Regions from separate parts of the Mus musculus genome. Here region 2 is linked to region 1. The links are chromatin contacts, called in public promoter capture Hi-C maps. All regions are on one chromosome and are shown on one strand. Each heading gives the region's core, a stretch centred on a gene start, on an enhancer-like site or on the middle of the called end of the contact. The rest is flanking DNA. Distances are from core to core; before and after follow the strand shown.

Evidence for each region. Promoter capture Hi-C pulls out the DNA fragments that hold promoters and counts their contacts.
Region 2: a promoter capture Hi-C map of pre-B cells shows a contact between it and region 1, with 4 times the contacts expected there. The contact joins the promoter of Tifa here to the enhancer-like site in region 1. A contact is called at or near these places in 2 of 39 promoter capture datasets (the C10 cell line and pre-B cells), 1 of 484 Hi-C or Micro-C datasets (pre-B cells) and 3 of 115 datasets of contacts at active chromatin or transcription factors (bone marrow-derived macrophages, large pre-B cells and pancreatic cancer cells).

Annotation. Positions count from the first base shown.
Region 1 is chr3:126,808,325-126,812,368 of GRCm38.p6, reverse strand. It overlaps Camk2d (calcium/calmodulin-dependent protein kinase II, delta), which reads right to left. Exons shown (of 21, transcript NM_001346635.1): 16 at 1,682-1,730. Among named protein-coding and RNA genes, the nearest start is that of Gm15551, 140 kb to the right of the region's middle. Within about 2 kb of position 2,223, at least 26 of the 459 cell types and tissues checked have an H3K27ac peak or open chromatin away from gene starts, as enhancers often do. A contact at or near this core is called in pre-B cells, where this site is marked.
Region 2 is chr3:127,788,023-127,792,100 of GRCm38.p6, reverse strand. It overlaps Tifa (TRAF-interacting protein with forkhead-associated domain), which reads right to left and starts at 2,229. Exons shown (of 3, transcript NM_145133.4): 1 at 1,930-2,229; 2 at 572-628.

The DNA.
Region 1 (4,044 bases), core at 974-3,473:
GGAAGAGTTTTACAGTGTTTAAAGTGGCCCATGGTTCATTATAATATGGAATACATGAAGCTGTATATAGAACTACATGCAACAGAGAATGTGTGAAAAAAAATCAGGCAATGCAATAGGGACAGAAAGATCACATTCCATAACATACAACATCTCCATCCTCCATGAAGCCAGGCTACTCCTGCTCTGAGCTCTCTCTCCCCTGGCCTAATTCCTCTGCTGGAAGTCTCTGTCTCTGTCTGTCTGTCTGTCTGTCTGTCTCTCTCTCTCAAATAAATGGTCTTTACTTCAGCTGCATCAGCCTTGGCTCAGCTCTTTGTTCTGGTGCACAATGACCTAGACTCTCTCTGGGAGTGTCCACCAAACACTTACCTAAGCTGGTATCAAAACCATGTGCAACATTTTATTTAACTGAAGAGCTAATGCTAAAACATTCACAAGATGATCCTTCCTGAATCACTGGCAAAGCTAAATGGTGCATCTGTTTATTTGGTTAACACATATGTTTTTTACGTAATATCAATGACTCAGCAAAAATGGGAGGCGTAGACTTAATCGTAGCCTTGACACTGATCTCTACATTTGCACTCTAAGAAACAATGAGTGTCTTTCTTTAAGAGAAGTAGGGAAGTGCCCTAGTAATACAGAGAGTATGCCTGAACAGTGCCAGTGCTCTACTTAACCAAGAAGAAAAGGAGCAGCAGAGGTGACTGCCAACTGTGGCCTGCAGCCATTTTCATTTCCTAAATTGTCCATCTTCCTCCTGGACCTGAGATCTACTTACTGGTTATTTATTCTATAACACAAGTTCATATGTTTTTCGAGACTATTTCATTAACGCTACCTAAAGAATTATAGAATTTAGTGACATTTTTACAAAAGGTACTTCCCAGTTAAGATTTAGCTAATGGATGAATCACATTTTTTCAATTCTTCAAATATATTTTACCCTCCTTTAAATGTTTATTTTAAATATCTTTATTATTATAATAATATTTCAGAATATATTCTACCCAAGCAAAGAGGAAGCTATACATACTGAGCTACAGCAAGAACACAAAACTGCACAAGAAAATGGAGCAAAATTAACACTTCAAAACCAACTATGTGGTCAGAGGAAGTAGAGTAAACCTGAAGTACATATTGAGCATGTTTGTGCGGTGGTTCTGTGATTTCAATAGCTTGATAGCTTTGGCAAACAAAATGAAATGGATGTCAAAGCTATATTAAGAAAGTCTATGAAACCCAAGCCAAAAAGCTCCCAAAATCATAAAGCTCCATTGATATTCAATGGAGACCGTTAAAAATTATTAGAATATTTTCATAACACTTCTTCAGAATATAATCTTGAATACAGTTTTCTATACAAGCTTTAATGATATATATAAAATGTATATATATTTTATTCAACTTTTGACTGACATGTTTAAAATCAGTCGTTAGCTGCAATGTCAACAATATGCTTGCACAGAACACATGTTTAAATTTAAATCACATGAAATGTGAAAAAGCTGACATATTCACAGAGTGATTCATTATCCAGAATAATGTATTCATAAAACAAAACAAAAAAGAATTTCTTTTGGGATAAATCTTCTTCCTAGTTTAAAGTGAACAAGCTTTGCTGTGATGGATGTGGCTCTGTGAATTAGGGCTTTCCCACTCTTTGCCTCAAGCCTACCTTTCACGTCTTCATCCTCAATGGTGGTGTTTGAGCTCTCAGTTGACTCCTGTGCAGAGGGAAACACAGCTTTAAGCTTCACAAAACAGAGAGCTAGCTCTTATGACAAACTTGGCTGGTGATGCATACAGATCATGCAAACTTCTTCAGCAGGCTGTGTGCATATGCCGACATGCAAATGGACACATATGTCAAGTGACTTTCAACAGAAACAAGATGTCATATGCTGCAAACATTTCAAAGGGAGCACTCTGGTTGCCTAGTCACGGATGCAGGATAAATCCAGGTGATTTGTAGAAGCAGAAGAAGTATGTAGTTTATTTGAAGATGAATTGCATGAGTTCACATTACAGTGCCTCATACAGTGTGTTTTTAGGAGAAGTGGAATATTTCAGCAGAATAAATTTTAAATTTAAAATACATGTTTTTTTTTTCTTTCCCTAATGAACCTCAAAAGTAGCAAGTTTTTGCATTGGGCACTGTGTTGAGTATAGAATTTGCTATTTGTCTACCCTGCACCTGTGTGGAGAAAGGGCGCTCATTTCATCAGAAGCTGGGACTATCCAGCTGAGCCAGGCTGAGCACAGCTGTCACAAAGTTTCAGGTTTATCTTTAGGACACTGAGATCGTAAGGCATAGTATGTTTTCAAGGTCAGTTAGACTTATTTTCATTCATTCATTCTTTTTTTTTTTTCATTCTTTCTTAACTCAGAACGGGTTACAAAATCTCTTCCCACAAGGAAAAGACAAAAGATCATTGAGAGTCTGCAAATGAAGGTGGGGAGTAGCAAGCACATTCACAAGTGTACTGCTACTGCTGGAGGGGAGACACTTCCTACAGGAGCTTCATAAAGGCTTTTATTACACTTCAGTAATGAAACGCTTTCTAGTAAAGATATGTTGTAGTATTTGTAAGTACTCATTTTCCACTTGGAATGATTAAAGGCCAGAGCTGAAAATAACTGGGACCAACCTTCCAGTTAATAGCTGTATGTTCAGTGAATGGAAAACAGGGTTTGGAGGATAGTTTAAAAAAAATTCCAGTCAGTGTCCATTTATAGATTTGGTATTTTTAGAAAGCCATCTATTTATATGCATATATACCATATATAATATTTAAACCAAAGAGATAAACTAGCTAATGTCCAGAGTCTCCACACATACAAAACCAAAGGGGGAAAAACACCCATGCATTTCTTTAATGTGATGTAGCATTCAGACTTAATCTCAAAATGAAGGTTAATCCCATGCACTTAAAGAAAATGAATTCATATAAGCAATAAATAGCATGCAGCAACCCTTACAATTACGGCAGTGTCCACACCAGCTGCTATGCCTGGTCTTTCATTTGATAGTGCCATTAATGGGATTATTCTCATATGTGCTGGTCCTGACTACCTCAAATCTTTTGGGGACCTAGAACATCTCCAGTGTCATGACACTAATGTACACACCAGATGACGACACAAAACACTTCACATTTTCAACATGGGTCAACTAAATATTGATCCAGAGATGAAATATATTTCCTGATCCTTCAACGTTAATGATTAGAGTAAGGAAAAGACCTGTGACTTAATCAGTATCTTATCTGATGCATTTTCCTCCCTTAAATATGAAAATGAATGTATACCAAGTTATAAGCTAGACATAGAATATATAGAGAGCATATCTCCTTTTATCCTTCAGACATGTGAGTGTTGGTATGAACACAGTATACATATAACTTACAACAGGTAGAGCACATTAGTCTTCATTCAGCAACTTACTCAAATGTATGTTACTGTAATTCATATAGATTGACAGCAAACATATTTAACAAAAAGTGGAACTCCCCGATTCTCTTCAAATTCACTGCAAACAGCAACACCACCAGCGATATCATCAATAACAGGGAATTGAAAAACAAGCAACCAGAAACAACAACAAAACCACTGTGACAACAGAGGACAATGGAAAAGCTGAAAAGCAACAATGTGTTTTAGAAAAAAAAATATACCTACACACTTGTTATGTTTGAAGATGAGGAGGATGATAGCAAGAAATTCTGAAATTTCGTGCTGTATATGTTTATTGTATAACGCACAAACAGACATGGAGAATTAAAAGGAGCACACGGAGTAGCTTAAGATACACGGTCATCTCAACACAAAGACTTTGCAAGTGTTTACACAGACTCTTACTCTTTTTTTTTTTTAATATACTAAGGGATCATTGATCTCTCTCTCTCTTTCTCTCTCTCTCTCAGGGTATCATTCATTTTGATCTGAAAGAAGTCTATAGATAATTCTAGAAGAATTAGGCCTTAAAGAGCATGTGGTGAAAAGATGGCCATTTTTTTTCCTTCCCCACTTGAGATAATG
Region 2 (4,078 bases), core at 980-3,479, 980 kb before region 1:
TTTTAAGCCACTGGTGTGTAGAGGCTCAACAAAAGTTTTTTTAATTCTGCTAGTTTTAAATACCAAATACACAGAAGGCCAACAGACTGCAGTAGTAACCATGTTTGTCTTGGGAAGGGGAACCAAAGGGCCAGGAGAAGAGAGATTTCTCAGGGCACACCAGGTACAGGAAGATCTGTTCAAATATCTAACAATTTTTTTTTCTTTACAAAACCCATAAGCCATCATATTTTTGTGGAATAAAATAGAATTAGCGATAGTAAAGTATCATTTGGCAATGCGTGTGTTACACAGTATATTACTCTGTTATCTGACATCACAAAGTTGTCAAACATGAACATCTGGGGAACAGTAATAATCGGTTAACAAAGAAACTATTATAGAACAAGGAAAGAGAGGAAATGAAAAGCTACAGACAGGAGCCAAAGGCATGGCTCTTCACCCCCCCCTACACACACACACACACACACACACACACACACACACACACACACAATTCCTCCAACCCCCCCCCCCCCAACTCTCCAGGCTTAACCCTTTGCGTGCTGGATACCAAGATGCACACACTCACCTGAGAGTCTTCCAGTGGCCACAGCTAGATCAGGACTCCTGAGCCTTGTCTCCTCTCCTGGGAGAAAAAAGAGGGGTCTGTGTCGGTGTGTTAGGTACACCGCAGCACTGACAACCCAGCTGCGCACGCGGGACAAGCTGCTCCTAACTGACCCCTGTGTCCTGTGAAACCAGTGAAGGACTACCGGGCTTTGTTTTTGCACAAGGCTGATTGGTTGCAAATACCACAGATGAGAAGCTACGCAGAGATGTTTTTACTAAAATGAGCCAGGTGTCCAAACGGTTTAAAGGGAAGTTTGCACGGCTCCCCTGGGTAGGGGTCACGCATGCCATCAAGGTTTCTCACGTTTTTAGAATTTGCTGTAAATGGAGGTTCCTCTGAGTCGATATGCTAGCGATTGTGATTACAAGAAGGGAGTTTTTATTTTTGCAAAAAAGCTTCTCTTCTTGACAAACACCCGACACCGAGCTGGCAGAAGGGGAAGAGAAACTTGGAAGAAACAAAAGATAATTTTACTCTCTTGCCCAACTCCCTCAGTTGCCATGGCCCCACCGGGTGTCTTAGAAGACATTTGTCCGCGAATTTTACACCAAAGCAGACCTGCACTGCCGACTCAGCAGCCTTTCTGGTTCCCAATCTTTCAGAGAGAGTGGGGGCAACCAAGTACGGAGAGGAGAGCGTCAGGCAAGCTCAGCGCTTTCCAGCGTTGGCGATTCTCGCTCTGCCCACCCTCCACTTCTTATCCCCACCCCGGCCCCACTCCCCTCCCTGGCCGCGGACCCCCCACGGAGCCTCTCCCAGCAACCGGATGCGAATCCTCTGGGAAAATTGGAAAATCCCGGATCACAACGACGCTGGGCTTTCCTGTGACCCGGCTACGGCCGGGAGGTGGGTCTGGAAGAGGCTTGTGCACTCCGGACTGGGATATTTCCCAAGTTCAATAACAGCATGTGACGGCGGGGGACCGGGATGTCGGCTAGTGAGCCAGAATGCACAAGCGGCATCCTTCTAGTTTCCGATTGGATGAAAAGTTTGCAAGAATAGGAGAGGAAAGACATACACACACACCGCTCCCCTCCCCCAGTATTGTTCGGTTCCTCCCTTATTTTATAAAGATCACGTATTTCATAAGCTTAAGATCGCGCTGGCTATATATTTTTTCAACCTTTCCTTAGTATATAGTGCAAGACTGCCTGTAAACCAAGCCAAGGAGAGAGAGAGCGAGAGCGAGGGAGAGGGAGAGGGAGGGAGGGAGGGAGGGAGGGAGAGAGAGAGAGAGAGAGAGAGAGAGAGAGAGAGAGAGAAGCAGGCAAGCGACAGTCCCCCACTCTCAAGCTAAACAGGTGACCAATAGGTACCTGGGGACTTGGAGGTCCGTGAGTCTTGCGGAGCCTTCTGGTGGAAGCCTGGGGATAGGGGTGGGGGTGGGGGACCGTCGCTGCCAGCGCCGTGGGAGCTCGAGGAATCCGCAGGTCGCTGGTCCTCCCACGCCACCGAGCCTCCCACGGGCGCGCCAAGAGCGGCCTCGCGCGAGTGACCTCGGCAAAGCCCTTGCCGGGAGGAAAGCCCCGCAGAGCCAGGCAAGAGGCTGCCGCCGCCGTCCAGCCCTTTTCCACAGGAAGCCCTGCCCCCTGTCGCCTCTCTGAGGTCTCCTGACTGACCGGGTTTGAGTCGCCGGGCACCCGGGGCGACCGCACCTTCTCCAACAAGAGGCAGCTCTAGATGGCATGTGACCCGGGAGCTGGGCTTTGAGAAGAAAGGAACTGGGTCGGTTCCAGATTAAGAGCTGCTGTGGGGTGGTGGACCAGCAGGCAGTTGGAGGACTCGTTGGGGACCCTAAGAATGTGCGCCTGATCTCGGGCCTTGGGAGGCAGTGGCTACTCTCTGCTCAACCCGAGGCGTGGGGAGCGGATGAGAGTCCAGCCAGACAGGATTGGAACCTTCCTCGGGATGCTGCCACCCTGCGCACAAGCCGTCCAGAAGCCTCCTCACCTGTCACTTCCGGCTAACCAACCTTTCTTCGCCCAACACCTAGTGCTGAGTGGTGACAGGGGCAACAGCCTCGTGAGGGTCTTTCAGAGGACCGACTGGATACCCGGACACTAATTTCCGAAGTTCAAGGAGGTTGGGATGGAAATACAGAAGGCAGCTGTGGAGAGAGGTAGGAGAGGGCTTCTATTTAGGGAGAAGAGCGATGGAGAGCAGAGCGAAGAGAACCAGAGTGACTGTAGAAGTTGCCAAGGATGTTCTAGTTGTCCGTTCCGTCGTCCCCTCTGCTTGGGAACCTGAATAGCAATTCCCACAGTCTTTCCATGGAAACTGTTTATTTGTCTGGACTCTGTCCTTAATGTCAGGGGAGGTAGGTCTTTTTCTGGGACAATAAAATGATGTGGCTTCTGCACTGTTGTCAGTCTACTGGAGGGCCTCCCCCCCCCCCCCAATTCTGCTGGGAAGCCTCGGCTGGGAAAGGACTTAAGTACATTTAAGTGAGGCAGATTCCAGTAAGGGATGTAATTTCGTTGGTTAATGATCAACGTTTATTATTCCTTCTTGGAAGAAGAGACAGCCACGGAATCTTCTTTCGATTGAGCTGTATCAAAGCAGGTACAAGATAAGACATTGCCAAGTGATTGTGCCAAATAAACCCAGGCAATAAAGTAACATAAAAATCGGAGTTTCTGCTCTCAGATCTCTTTCTTGTTAACGGTTTTCTTTTTAGACAAGGTTTTGTCATGTAGCTCAGGCTAGCTTCCAAGTCAAGACCCTTCTGCCTCCTGTGAATCCTAGCGTCATGATTGTGCTCCATCTGAACTCTTTAATCTTCAAAGCTGAGTTGAAGAACATGTGAAAAAAATGTGACGAATAAGGGAGTAATAAAGTGATGGACATGGTCAAAGTGCATTAACACAAGTAGAGAAATAACATAGAAACCTTCACTTTATACTATTAATATTTAAGTAGGGGCTATTAACAACACTGACAGAAGATACAGGTTAAAATTCAGGATGCTAGAGGGCATGCTCTTTATTTTCCAGAACTGTCAGGCATGATTGATCCCAAAGAGACTCTAAGTAAGCATGCAGGTCCACATTAGAATCTAATCTCGGTCACAATTGCTTGACCCTGACAACTAGTTAAAAAATAATGGATCTTAAAACCGAAGATGAGCATGTGATCAGCAAGAATCAGGCAGGAGTGTGCACCTGAGAGAGAGTTCCTCTGCTTCCAGGCCTGAGGGATACTTGGCTGGCGCTGCAGTTACTGGCCTTGGCTTATCTCAGTTCAGATAGCTACAGTATCGCTCCAGTAATCTCCGCTGGCTACACTTCTGGACAAAGACAGAAGGTCCAGAATGAGTAGCCTGAAGCCTCGACTTGGGCAAAAGCCAAACAGAAATGTGCCCTCTTGTTTCTGTAACTTCAGTTTGTGGAGGCTTCTGAAGCCCCCAGAAGACATGCAGGAAATAAATGGTCTTAAGCCTCTCGTTCCTAAATTGGGCTGTCTTTT